Linked DNA regions of Pan troglodytes: region 2 is linked to region 1. The links are chromatin contacts, called in public capture Hi-C maps. All regions are on one chromosome and are shown on one strand. The core of a region is the stretch at or near the end of the contact, and the rest is flanking DNA. Distances in the headings are between cores, read along the strand shown. Region 1 has its middle 37 kb from the start of ZBTB40. Region 2 overlaps WNT4 (Wnt family member 4).

Evidence for each region. Capture Hi-C pulls out chosen DNA fragments and counts their contacts.
Region 2: a contact with region 1 is called in a capture Hi-C map of stem cell-derived neural stem cells, with 12 times the contacts expected there. The contact joins two enhancer-like sites. A contact is called at or near these places in 4 of 7 Hi-C or Micro-C datasets (blood, induced pluripotent stem cells and stem cell-derived neural progenitor cells), 1 of 1 datasets of contacts at active chromatin or transcription factors (stem cell-derived excitatory neurons) and 1 of 1 other capture datasets (stem cell-derived neural stem cells).

What each region holds. Positions count from the first base shown.
Region 1 is chr1:208,601,873-208,608,802 of NHGRI_mPanTro3-v2.0_pri, forward strand. No RefSeq gene overlaps it. Among named protein-coding and RNA genes, the nearest start is that of ZBTB40, 37 kb to the left of the region's middle. Within about 2 kb of position 4,064, at least 1 of the 24 cell types and tissues checked has an H3K27ac peak or open chromatin away from gene starts, as enhancers often do. A contact at or near this core is called in stem cell-derived neural stem cells, where this site is marked.
Region 2 is chr1:208,881,889-208,888,818 of NHGRI_mPanTro3-v2.0_pri, forward strand. All of the region lies in intron 1 of WNT4 (Wnt family member 4), which reads left to right. Among named protein-coding and RNA genes, the nearest start is that of WNT4, 8.8 kb to the left of the region's middle. Within about 2 kb of position 3,888, at least 2 of the 24 cell types and tissues checked have an H3K27ac peak or open chromatin away from gene starts, as enhancers often do. A contact at or near this core is called in stem cell-derived neural stem cells, where this site is marked.

The sequences.
Region 1 (6,930 bases), core at 2,814-5,313:
GATTTGCCATAACCTTGTCCTGGATGGAGAGCCATGGCCAAAGTGAGTGGAGAGGAATGGCCATGCAAGGCAGCTGTGATGGATTCACCTCTGTGCAAGACAGCTATGACGGAGTTGATAGAAAGTGTGAGAACATGGGCCACCCCTCCTTGGATGTGTAAGTATTATAGACATCCTAGATGTAAGTATTACAGACCCCTACCAGGACAGGGAATTCCAGAGGAAGAACAGGATTTGAGGGAAAAAGGCGGTAAATTAATTTTGATGTTCAATAAGCAAGTCAAAGTGCTGCATTCCAGGCAGTGGGCTGGACACCTTAATCCAAACCCAACAGTTCCGTACACTCCTATAACCACTCCCGCTTTACAGATGAGGAAACTGAGGTCCGGAGACATTCAGTCTCTTCCCAAGATCACATAACTCATGAGTGGCAGAGCAAGGATTTGAACCCACGTCTGCCTGGCCCCAAGCCTGATGTGAAAAGGAAAATCACAGAGGGCTTTTCAAGGTTCCCATCCTGAAACTCGAGCCTGGTGATGTTCAGCTGTTAGAGCTGGGCGCTTAGAATCATCTCAGGAAGGTACTGACCGCGCCCTTCAACCCGGTCTGCTCTTGGCACCAGAAAAACCCTTTGGGGTTTCAGCCCTTCTCTGAGACTCAGCCTTAGCTAAGCTTACCCTGGGCCAGAGTGGCAGGCTGACCCACAGAGGGGCTGTGTGCGTGGCACCGACTCCCCAGTCCCTGGCCAGGCCACACCGTCTTGCAGAGCCTTGAATGTGACAGACAAGAGATACAGGTACTGGGGATTAATTTGCCGCTTTGGGGTTTGGTGAGAAGAAATGAAGTGAGAGAAGGGGAGGAGAGAAAGGTGCGTGGGAGAGCTTGTGGCCCCTCAGAAGTGAACCAATGGATTAGAGGTACCAAACGAATAGTAATAAAAGCAGAAGCAGGGGCTGCCATGTTTGGGGGCTGCTTACCACCTACCAGGCCTTTTTTACTTTATGCATTATTTAGTCCTTACAGTAATCCTATGGCATTGAGGATTCAATTTCATTTCACAGAGGGGGGAACTGGGGCACAGAGAGGTTAAGTAACCTGCACAAGGTCACACAGCCATCAAGAGTTGGAGAGCCCATCACCATCATTCTTCTGCCTCAGCCCCTCCCACTCTACCTGGTGTGCCTGGCAGCCCTGAAGGCAGAGGAGAAAAATGGGGAGCGGGGAGGTGCGGGGCTGGTGAATCCAACCTCCATGAACTTCCTGCTGGGGCTGAAGGGGCAGGTAGGGGACCTGAGCTCTGAATCCATTCCACCCTGACTCCTCACATGACCTTGGATGATCTGTCTCCACCCTGGATTCAATCATCTTTGTGCAAAGAGAATATTCATTTAGATGGCGTTTCAGTTTCTTTCCAGATTGGAATGGTGTGATTCTAAGAGTCCTGGGACAGAAGGAGTATTGGAGGTGTCAAGGGGCTGGACCGGTGAGGACAGGAGTCGAATGTGCCCCTGATCTCTGTCCCTCTCCTCGGGGCTGCAGCCCTTGTGACATCGAAGTGCCCCACCCCCTCCTTCGGCTTCCCTCGCTGCTGCGCAGAGGCCACTGGAGGGCGCTGTCTCCTCACACTTCTGGCTGAGCTCACCTCCGCTGTCTGAACCTCCTTTTGAGGCTGGAGAGAAATTGAGAGGCCTGGAGCCAGTGTCTGGGAGGCCTCTGGACACAGCTGGACCCACCGAGGCCACATGGGGCCAGTAGGATCTGAGCCTGTGGAAGGAGGTGCCAGAGCAATGACTAGGAGTCAAAGTCCTGGGCTTCAGGGCGAGGGCTTGTGGTGAGCTCTGGACAAATGGTTTTGTCTGTTCGATCCTCAGTTTTTGTATCTATAGACTGTGGAGAGTGACCCACCTTATGGCACTGTTGTGAGAAGTGCTACAAATGAGAATGTACATGTGAGTGCTTCAAAGAACTCAGATGTTCTCCATGCCAGAGTGGGTTTTATTTATTTATTTATTTTTTGATGGAGTCTTGCTCTGTTGCCCAGGCTGGAGTGTGCAATGGTGCAATCTTAGCTCACTGCAACCTCTGCCTCCTGGGTTCAAGGAATTCTCCTGCCTCAGCCTTGCCGAGTATCTGGGATTACAGGTGCACACCACCACACCCAGCTAATTTTTGTATTTTTAGTAGAGATGGGGTTTCACCATGTTGGCCAGGCTGGTCTCAAACTCCTAAACTCAAATGATCCACCTGCCTAGGCCTCAAAAAGTGCTGGAATTACAGGCATGAGCTATCTCACCTGGCTAATTTTTATATCGTTAGTAGAGACAGGGTTTCGCCATGTTGAACAGGCTGGTCTCAAACTCCTGACCCCAAATGATCTGCCCGCCTCCGCTTCCCAAAGTGCTGGGATTACAGGCATGAGCCACCATGCCTGATCCACCAGAGTAGGTCTTGATGGTTATCACCCTTGAAGAATCATCCAGTAACCCAAGGAGAAGACCATTTGGCTAGGGCCCCGTATGACCTTCAAACTGGGATAGGCACTGAACTGTTCCTTACGTTCTCACAACAGCCCCAAGAGGTATGAATTATTATCATCTCCATTTCATAGCTGGGAAAACCCAGGCTCAGAGAGGCGCCATAGCTCCCCCTGGGTCACCCAGGCCACTGGGTGGCCTTACCGGAATTCAGACCCAGGTCTGTTTGGCTCCATAGACTTGCTTAAACTACTGGACTGTCCCGCACTGGCCCATGCCAAGTCAGGAAAGGGTTTGATGTGACCTACTAAAGTCCCTCGGGCTGAGGTTTCAGATGAGTGTCCTATATTTAGTCCTTTGGAGGTGTGGACCTGTATGTCTTTGGTATGGATCCACATTTCAGTGGGGTCAGTAACTCCCTGGATTGGTTTTGCCATTTTTTTTTCTCCCCTTGGACTTATACGCATGATTCTTCCCCCTCCCTGGGAAGCAGAGCTGGCCCTGTGACATAGGTGGCTTTACCTGCAACTTGACCTCTTTACCTCTTTTTTTTTTTTTTGAGATGGAGTCTCACTCTGTTGCCCAGGCTGGAGTGCAGTGGTGCAATCTCGGCTCACTGCAACCTCTGCCTCCTAGGTTCAAGTGATTCTCCTGCCTCAGCCTTCCCAGTAGCTGGGACTACAGGCACGCACCACCACACCTGGCTAATTTTTGTGTTTTTAGTAGAGATGGGGTTTCACCATGTTGGCCAGGCTGGTCTCGAACTCCTGACCTCTCTCAGGCGATCTGGCCGCCTTGGCCTCCTAAATTGCTAGGATTACAGGCATGAGCCACAGCACCCGGCAACCTTCTCATATGAGTGGCAGATGGGTGGAAGAGGCTGGACTTATGTCCATTCACAGGCTCCCCACCCTGGTCAGGGTGCAGGGTATTTGCTGTGCTGGAGGACATACCTCCATGTTAAAATGCCCAGTTGAAGCCTTGTAGCTTTTTTCACTTCTTATTTTCTATCTTGATGAAAGATTGTGCCGTCGGCAGGGTTGTAGTTAAGTCGAAGTGTGGCTTTGTTTTCACAATTTCTGTTCACTTTCCTCCCACTCTTAGGCAGCTTGAGAAGGGTGGAGGGGTGGGGAAGGAGAGTGACAGTGGGTGCTGGAATCTCCCAGCCTGGGGGGGTTCTTGAAGTTCCACAGTCATGGAATTGTGGCGCTGGAAGTGACCCTCCCAGGGCACAGAGGAGGCAACTGAGGCCAAGGGAGAGGACCCAGACCCTCCCAAGGTCGCCCAGCTAGTTAACGACAGGCTGGGACCAGAATCTGCCTTTCTGCTGGTCCCACGCCAACACATTTGCTAAGTCACCCAAAGCCTGGAGTGTGGTTAGTTTAGAAAACTCAGACAAGGAGCCAGGGGATGGGACAGTGGAGCGGGGACAGGGAGGTGCTGACCTTGTGCTTTGAAAGCGCTAGTGGGGAGTTGCTTGTCTTCATCTGACGTCAGCCCCTGGACAAATAATGGCCACAGAAAGCAAATATTATGAGAGTCCTTGTGTAAACACGGAGCTGGTGTTTCAGTGTCAGAAATGGGCCGAGGACTCCAGGCTCTATCAGACCAGCTCCCCAGCGCTGCCTCTCAGCAAATGTACCTCTCCCTGCTGGGGAAGAAGGACCTCCAACAAAGATGGGGGGCAGAGTCCCCCTAAGAGGCCACAGTGGGGCAGAAAGGGAGAAGCTAGGAGGGTTCTGGGAGAACTGAGAAGATGCAGCATACCCAGGGACTAAATTAGTTTAGGGATGCAGGAAGAAAAACCTGTCAATTACCAGGCACCCATCCTGTGTCAGGCCTGACTGAGCCCTTTATAGACATTGTCTCATTTAATCTTCCCAGGAGCTCTAAGGGATAGGCATTGTTGTCCACATTTTGTAGATAAGTACATTGAGGCTCAGAGAGGTTAAGCAACTTGTCTGCAGTCACACAGGTGGGAAGTGATACAACAGGGATTTGATCTCAAGTCTGTCTGATTCCACTACCCTGGTGTGTTTTGCAGTCTGGACCAAGGGCCTTTCTTCATCAGAGTCACCAGGAAACCTTGTCAAAGAGGAGATACCCAGGCCTTGCAGCAGCCTTTGGGGAGGGACTGAGAGTGAGCATCTCCCAGGGAAGAGGAAGGAGGAAGGCTGCTAACACCTGGGAATAATTGCTCAATAGCAGGAGCAGCTAAATTTTTCCTTAAAGGGCTAGATAGTAAATATTTTAGACTCTGCAGACCTTTAGTCTCTGTTGCAACTATTTGGCTCTGTTACCATTGTGTGAAAGCAGCCACAGACAATACGTATGTGGATGAGGGTGGATGCATTCCAACAAAACTTTATTTACAAAGTGGCATGCTGGATTTGTCCCTGGTAGTTTGCTGCCCCTTGTCTATAGCATGCAAAGTGCCCCCATAGCCTGTCTCTCTGGTTGTCTTCCCAGCAGCCCTGTGAGGAGGGTATGATTTTCTCCGTTCTACAGATGAGGAGATGGAGGCCCGGGGAGGTTAGACATCCAGGGTCCCACAGAAAGTGGATGTCAGAGCTGGGAGTAGAATTAGACCTCCTGATCCCAGTTCAGTGTGCTGGAAAGTATGAGCCTGGTAAGAAGGTCTGGGCCAGGGAGATTGCTATTAAGTAATGAAAGCAGCCACCACTCACTGGGTACTTGCCATGTGCTGGGCACTGAGTCATGACCTCACATAAGCTGCTACCCAGATGTTGAATGTCATTGTCTCTGTCACATGGGGTGGTCACAGCCTCCCTGGGAGGTAGGAAGGCATCTGCAGCATGTCAAAACCAGCTTATCTCGGGTGCCCCAATACACCTGACATGTTACAGCTGCACCACGGGAAGGTGGAAGCTGCTGACAAGATGTATTTGCCTTTCCATTCGTGAGAACGTATGCATTCTCTCTCTCTCTGTCTCTTTTTTTCTCTCTCTCTTTTTGTCCCTCATTCAAAGACACACACACACACACACACACACACACACCCCAGTCTCAAACAAACATCAAATAGACATGTGGTCACTTCAGTGACCTTCTTGTCCTAGGTAGGAGAATACAAAATACAAGGCCTGGAAATGACTCGTCTGGTTTACATGACATGTCCCTGCTGAGATCAGGAACCGGGAAACTGCCTGGTATGGGGAAAAGAATGCTGGACTTCCAGTTGGCCTGGATTCCATACCACACAGCCTGACCCTGATCTGCCGGGTGACTTTAGGTGTCACTCTCCTCATTTCTAAAAAGGATGTCACTTTCCTAATTCACAAATTGGATGGGAAGTAGGTTTGTTCATTTGTTCAAGGCATTCATTCATTCATCCATTCACTTCCAACTATGTAGTAAGCACCTTCAGTGTGCTAAACACAGCTAGATCATTTGATTTGAAACTCTAAAGATTTAAGATGTGATCCTTCCTACGCCTGATTAAGAGTTAGTACTTAAATGATAGGTCTTTTGACTCAAGGATGCCTTGTGCTAGGATTTCCCTCTAGGTAAAAAATTTATCTTTCTCCCATGCATAAAGTGGGCCTTGGCAGGCCAGGTGCGATGGCTAATGCCTGTAATCCCAGCTCTTTGGGATGCTGAGGTGGGAGGATCACTTGAGTCCAGGAGTTTGAGTCCAGCCTGGTCAACATGGTGAGACCCTATCTCTACAAACAAACAAACAAACAAACAAAAAAAAAAATTAGCCAGGCATGGTGGTGAATGTCTGTGGTCTCAGCTACATGGTAGGCTGAGGCAGGAGGATTGCTTGAACCCAGGGCGTAGAGGCTGCAGTGAGCCGTGTTTGCACCACTGCACTCCAGCCTAGGTGACAGAGCAAGACACTGTCTCAGAACAAACAAACAAAGTGGGCCTTGGCAAGAATATATTGCCAGCTCTGTGTGCCAGTTTATTCATCCAATCTTCCATCTATCCATTCTGTCCATCCATCCACCCACCCACCCATTCAGCCACCCATCCATCCATTCATCCACCCATCCATCCATTCATCCATCTATCCATCCATCCATCCATCCATCCATCCATCCATCCATCCATCCATTTTTCCACATGAACCCTTGCATCCCTCCATGCAATCATCCATCTATTCAATCCATCCATTTATCCATCCACGTATTTATTAATCACTTCTATGTGCCTGGCTCAACTCTGTCCACTGACTCCAACCTCCAAGAAGGCCCTATGCCCATAGTCAGCTTGAGTTTGAGGCAGAGGTGATGGAAAGCTCAGAGTCTAGGTAGCAATAATTTCCGATTCTCAGAATCCAGGAACTCTCTGAAATGCCTTCAGGCACTTTGAGAGTAAGCGGAGCCAGAGACAGATCCATTCAGGCTGCACACACCTCCCCTGTTTAGATGCAGCCCTTCCTCTTGGTTCTGCTCTAGCCTCTCCCTCTGTGAGAACACCTGAAGCCCCG
Region 2 (6,930 bases), core at 2,638-5,137, 280 kb after region 1:
ACCCAGCTGTCTGCTATGGTTTGACTTTCTTCCCTCAGCCCTGGATTAGCAATTGAGCAACACAGCAAGCATCTGACAAGACAGTGCTCCCCAAACCTGTTGAAACTCGCCCAACTCAGGCCCTGTGGGTACACTGGGAAAGCTGAGCATTTGCACCAAGCCTCCTCCTCTTGTTCCTGCCTCTGGGAAGAGGGGCTTGGGCTGAGCCAGTGGGGCGCAGATTGGCCAGGGAGCCATGGGTGGGGTGACAGCTGCCTGCCGTGGGCCCTCCAGTCACCCCTCCACTGCATGGAGCAGGCGCAGCTGCAGGCAGAGCTGCGACCCCAGGGTTGCTCTCCAGATTTCCACAGGAGTTGCCAGGTTTTATCTCTGAGTCCTGAACTGCATCTTCTGTGATTCAGCCAAACTCGGGACGGCTCGCTCCCTGCCGTGACCCCACCAGCTCCCCCTCCCCCATGTCCTGGCAAACTGAAACCAAACTGTGTTCTGAAAGTTCCCTGCCAAGTCAGACCCCGCAGAGGAGGGGACCTGGTCTGAGGAGAGAGCGGGAGGGAGGTGGGAGGAGGAAGGGATGCGTCCTCCAGGGGAGAGGAGCCTCGGACAGCTCACATGTATCTTTGGAGAGGCCCATTAGAACAGCAGGAATGCTGATGGGCCTCAGGGCCCTTCCCTGAGATGACTGTGAATGGTCCCTTCAGACCCTATTTCTCAATTTGTTCACATACAAGCCCTGAAATCCCAGGATTGGGCCCTAGAGACCCTTCCCTAAGGGCTGGAGACAGCAGAATAACCCCTCCTGAGTCGGGTGCCCAGCTGTTCCGGCAACCCAAGCTTCGAGGCATGAGAGTGAGGGGGTTCTTGGGGATTCTCAGTCAACCCCCTGGGGAACCTTCCTGCCAGGGAGGGCCTGGGATGCCCCCAGGCAAACATGTCGAGCACTTCCTCACATCAGGCCCTGTTCTGGGCACTTAGGACCATACAGCATGGCGGTGGTAGAACCAGGACTCCATCCCAGGTCTCCCAGAGCTGTTCCCGCAGCCGCTGACAGCAGCCCTGCAGCCCTGTACCCCAAGCCAGTTATTCTCTGCTGGGGGGATGAGCCCCACCCTGGTGGGGGTGGAAGTAGGGGTTCAGCCACAGGCTCTCCTAGGACTGGGCCTTTGGAAGGTATCCCCCAAGGCCGATGAACTCACTAGAAACCGGGAGCCTCACTCCAGGAGGCCAGCACTGGCTCTGGACAGTTCTGCTGGGGTTTCACCTGTCCCTCCTCTTTCCCCAACCCCAGGTTCCCTCAGCCCAGCAGGGAGGACAGTTCAATGGGTCAGTGGCCACAGGACATGAAAGGTTGTGGGGACACAGGTCGGATGCGTCTAGCAAAGGAAGAGCTCTCTGCTGGCAAATCGGGGGACAAGGTGAGGTCAGGCCAGCCTTAAATTTGATACCCACTCCCCCCAACAACACACCTGCCTCAGGGAGAGAAGGCAAGTTCTCACCTGGCAGAGCTCTGGGGCCATCCAGGCTCAGGTCCAAGGGGCTACTTTGTGGCCCTGAGGCAGCCACCAGCTCGCTGGGAATACATACAGTGAGATGGGAAATGGGGTTGGGGGCTCCCAAACAGGAAGTGGGGGACACAGAGCCCTCAGGAGTGAAATGTAGGGGGCTAGGGTACCAGGATACTGGAAGTAATGAGAATTGGGAAACCAAGAGTCAGAAAATGAGGGCACTGAGGCTTCCAAGGATAGGAGATGGGAGCGAGGGGTCCCAGGAGACAGGAAAGAGGGAAAGGGGCCCAAAGGTGCAGAGTGGTGTGCACTGGCGGTGGAGGCCTGGGTTCCAGGGGAGGCCGTTCTCTCTCTCTGCCTGAGGAAATGCACCTGAGGCCAAGAGGACTTGGCCTGGGCCTTGAGAGACCTAGGACCATGCTAAGGCTGAGGGGTGAAGGCAGCACCCACTGCCCTGCAAACCACCATGAGTGTCTCCAAAGCCTGCCCCTCCAGGGGTTTTGGACCAGTGGCAGCAACCCTTCCATGGCCCCAACAGCTACAGAGACCACAGGCTTCCACACTGTCCAGGCAGTCCCATAACCACCCAGACATCTGTCCCCAGCACCCCTTACTCCTGAACACAGCCCAGACACCTCACTGTAGTTCAGAAAAGACATGGGGCTCTAGAAAGACCCATCAAGGGAAGAATCAGGCCTCCTCCCTCAGGTCACTGTCTGTTGACTGCCAAACTTCATGCCTCAGTACCCTGGGTCATCTTTGGCTTAGGAGCCAGAGTGACCTGTTTTCAAATCCTGACCTTCCACTGCAGGCTGCATGGGCTCAAACACATGCTTCTCTGAGCTTCATTTTCCTCATCTGCGAAACAGAGGGGAAGACACCTGCCTAGCCAGCCCTGTGCTGTTGCACTAAGGACATACTGAAGCACATGACTATTGATTGCAGAGTATAAGTGAAGGTCCCATGCATCCACTCTGTGATGCCCACAAATGGTTTCCAAGTCCCCTTGACACTCCTGAGCTTGTCCTGTACACCACTGTCCCTGCCCTCACCCCAGTGTCCCAGCTCTTGATGTCCTAGCAGCACCATCCCCTCCACCCATCTCTCACACTCCCCAGCCTCACAGGGTCTGACTGACAGTCGCCAGGAAACACATCGTCAAACTCTGCAGACTTCATCTGGAGACTCTGTCAAAAGCCTGCCATTGGGATGGCTGCTGAGGTCATCCACTGTACCCCGGGGGAGCGTGTCCCACCTCTCAGGCATGATCAGCTGAAAAAAAGACCGGGAACCCAGGACTAAGAGGGCCAAGAGACCCAAGCAAAAAAACACACACACAAATGAGCAGAAGTCAGCATGGGTCTGGTCTGGGGTGCAGCAGAGGGGTGGCCAGAGGAACTGGGAGAGGCTGTGGGAGGGGTGGTGACGGCACCGATGACAGTGAGCATCTTGAAGGTGCTGCTAGGACAATGCTGCAGCAGGGACGAGCATCTCCTGCACACACATTTCATTCATTTAGGCCTCCTGCGTGCAGGAATTCCAGTCTCCCCACTTTACAGATGAACATGCTGAGGCTCAGAGGTGTTCACTAACTTGCTTCAAGCAACACAAGGATGACATTTGGACCCAGGAGTCCCTGGTCCATGTCCTTTCTGCACTGCCTGCCATGCCAAAAGACAAGGGTCTCCAAGGCTAGGGCACCATCAGGGGGAGCACAGCAGGATACCAAGACTGTGGTTATAGAAACATTCAAAGATGTAAAAGTGAGTGGGGGGTATGGTTAGGATCTTGGGAAACCAGGTACCATCCCCCTAAGAACACAGTCCTGGATGGGGACTGTGGTCACTTTCGCCCCCACTGGCCCGCATCCCCCAAGGCAGCTCTGTTCAGCAGCCACTCCGTTTTCTTCCGGCTCCCCCTCCCACCCACTTGGCCTCCTTCCTCCCTGGTATCGCAGGCACGACCGCTCCTGAGGAGGCTCTAAATGTGGCCCAGGCAGGCAGGGAGGCCAAAGGGAGGGGGCAGAGAGGCCTGCACTGGCGTCCCAGCCCCCACCTGGACACCCGCAGGGCTGGGACCCACGACACTGATCTGCTTGGCCTCCCAAATGCTCCAGCTATTTCCCGTCCCCTCTCCTCTTGACTCACAGCGTAAGAGCCGGGAGGAGTCGCAGAGGTGCAGATTTTCCTCTAGGAATTTGTATATTTTTTTAAAAAAGCAAGCAAACCTGGAAAAGCTTGGGACAAGCCCAGCTAATTTTAGTTTCTAATGAAAACAGCAGGTGGCTGAGAGGATCTGATCTCCCTGGCAGGGCAAGGGCCCTCCAGCCTCGCAGGCTGTAGGCACGGGCCGGGCTCGGGGAGGGCCTCCTGGGAGGAGCCTGCAGGACCTGCAGCCCTCGTTGGAGAAGATCAGGGCATGAGCTGGCTGGTAGCAGCAGCAGGGGCGGTCTGGGCTGGTGGGGTAACCTGATCAACGGCATGGCCATGGCGAGAGTCCTGGGTGGCCAGGGCAGCAGGTGGCAAATTGCTAAGCCTGTACTCCGTGGTGGCAGGAAGGAGCCTAAATTGGGGCAATGCAGCCACGACAGGAGAAGCCTCAGGGATGGCCAAGGCCCTGCACAGCCTGGCCCGGCCCACCCATCACGCCCTGGCTCTCTGTCACCCCTAGAAAGGGCTGGTGCCCTTTTTGAGCCTGGTCCAGCTCCAGGGTCAGCGGACGGCACACGTGTCTCTGGGGTTGAGCCACCCTAGGGCACTGGGAATCCTAAGGTGTCCAGTACTAATCAGGCCTCGCCCTGATGGGTCTCCAGGCTCTCAGCAGATCAAAAGACCACAGCAGCCCCCACATTCCTCCCTCATCCTTATCTTCCCCATCCTGAGCACTCTGCCAGGAGGGAAGCAGAGGGAACCCTGTCAGGACAGAGCCCTCCATCCTGCTGCAGGCATTTATTAAACACCTTCTGTGCACTGTGCCCTGTGTGAGGCACCAAGGGCAGTGTTAGCCCCCCTCAGCAGGTAAATGGGGCATATCCACAGCCAGGTACAGAGGAAAGAGAGTTGAGAGTTAGGGCTGGGTTTGCACTGCAGCTCGCCGCTCTAGCTGTGGGACTTTAAGCAAGTTGCTTTATCTCCGTAGCCTCAGTTTGTTCATCTGTGAAATGGTGCCAAATGCTAGTTGGATACTGAAACGGGCAAGCAGAAACATTGTGGATGAGGGCCTGTAATGCCTGGGGTTCTCACTCTCTAGAGCTGGTGCCCGGTTCCATTTCCAGCCCTGGCACCCAGCCCTGCCCGGGCGAGACCCTGGGGTCTGGGGGAACAGGGGTGGGGATGGGGCTGGGCCTCGTGTGTACGGAAGGGGACAGCTGCTGTGCCAGATGAAGGCAGGGGCTGGGGGTGGGCACTGGTGCCAACGGAAGAGGTTGCTCAGCTCCTTCCTGGAAGCTGGCCCAGTGACTCACGGCCACGGCAGCCCAGCAGCTCACCCTAAGCCCCTGCGACTGTCATTCAGCCAGTCTCCCCTTGCTGCGTTCTGAGCCTGGGTGGGGGGATGCAGGTGGCTCCCCTGGTCCATCTTACTACTGATTCAATGGCAGAGACACATCTATCAGCCTGGCATGGGGCCAGCAGGCCCCTGAGGCCCGGCCACTCCCCACCCTGCCAGTAGAAGGAGGCCCACCAACTCCGACAGTGGGAAAGGCCATATGGACCCACCAGTTTACTGTACCCATGAGGAGACAGGCTCCAAGTATGGCAGGGACTTGCCCAAGGTCATGGTGGGTCAGAGGCTGCCCCCCCTGCCCAGAGAACCCCTGCCCTTGGGTGCCTCCCTTGACCAGAGCCCAGGGCCCAGCACAGCCAGATGCAGCCTTCTTGGCTGCATGCTGTGGGAGCAGAGACTGAGTTGGGGATGGGCCAGCTCTGTGCCCCCACATCATAGAGCAAACAGGGCCCCCACCCTTCTCCAAGACGCCAAGCCTCGGTCTGAGCAGGAAAGGATCCAACGTCAGGCTCAATTCCTTGTCCCCCCACCGAGGGACACCTGTGGCCTGAACGTGGACCTGGCCCACCGCCAGTAGCCGGGCTCTTGGCGCCCCCTGCAGGCCAAGAGCAACAGGTGGGACTAGCTCCACAGGCGACCCCTTGGCTGGGCACAGGCAGGAAGAGCACCCAGGCAGGGCTGAGAAGACGGGTGGGCCCCTCCCCTTTCAAATGCAGCCTCTGCTGCCTCTCAGCCCCCTTCCTGCCCTTGTCTTCCCTCCAAGGGGCTCCGAGCTCCTGCCTGGGCCTTGTCAGGACACCACCAGTCTGTGCATCCCCTGGGAACCACCTGGTAGATAGGAAGGAGGGGCGGGGAGGCCCCTGGGAGACCAGGAATGCAGGGGGTGGGGAGGGGAGGTTGGCCTTCTTCGGCCTGAGACCATCTACTTTGCACTTGCCCCATGCTGTGCACTTGCCCCCACAATTACCTGGCACCTAGGATGTGCCCAGCTGACAGCCAGGTGCATCACACAGCAAATCACGGGCATTCCTCTTGCCAGCCCTCTGGGTGAGAACCGTTATCTCCATTTACAGATAAGGAAAGCCAGGCTCAGGCTCCACAGCCACGGGGAAAAGGAAACATCCTGGGGATCAATGCCACAGTGAGGAGGACAGTGGCATCCCTGAGTCAGAGCTCCCTATGGCTGAGAAGGAAACATCACCCATACTTATGCAGACTGCTCTCCAGGCCAGTGCCCACCTAGCCTCCCAGGTGCACCTAAGGCACATTAAATTAACCTCAGAGGCCCACCAACCCCCACTGGGACTGGGGCCCAGGCACCTCCACTTTCAACAAACCCTGCACACGTTTCGATGCACAGCCAGATTCAAGAACCGTCACTTGGTCCAACCCACATACCTGACAAATAAAATTTAGCTGCCGCCTGCAAACCTCCAGGGATGGGGAGACAGCTCCCCAGCTGCACCCTGGCTTGCATCTTTGGGTTGAACAAACCCAGCTCCCAGCAGCTTCTGGCCACAGTGTCAATTCTAGTCTTTGAGCCACACAGAGAATACTGTCTCTGCCCAAGGCTGTGAAGCCAGGCAAATGCCAGGTTCAAGTCCTGCTCAACCTCACTGGCTGTGTAGCCCTGCACATGAGGTAAATTACTTAAAATGTCTGTGCCTCAGTTTCCTCCTCTTTTAAATGGCAGCTGGTTGGCTTTCTGAGAGGATTAAACGCAATAATGTAAAGTACTTAGCCCAGTCCCAAGTTCCATAGAAGTTTGATGGAACTTCCATAAGTTTCTTCTTATCATCAGAAAGAATTCCCATAAGTAGGACTTTCTGTGTGCTTTTCTATTTGGTCACCATTCATTCATTCCCTCATTCAGCAAACAAATGGCGACTTCCTGCCTCATTGCCTCGGGCCAGTGTCAGGCCAT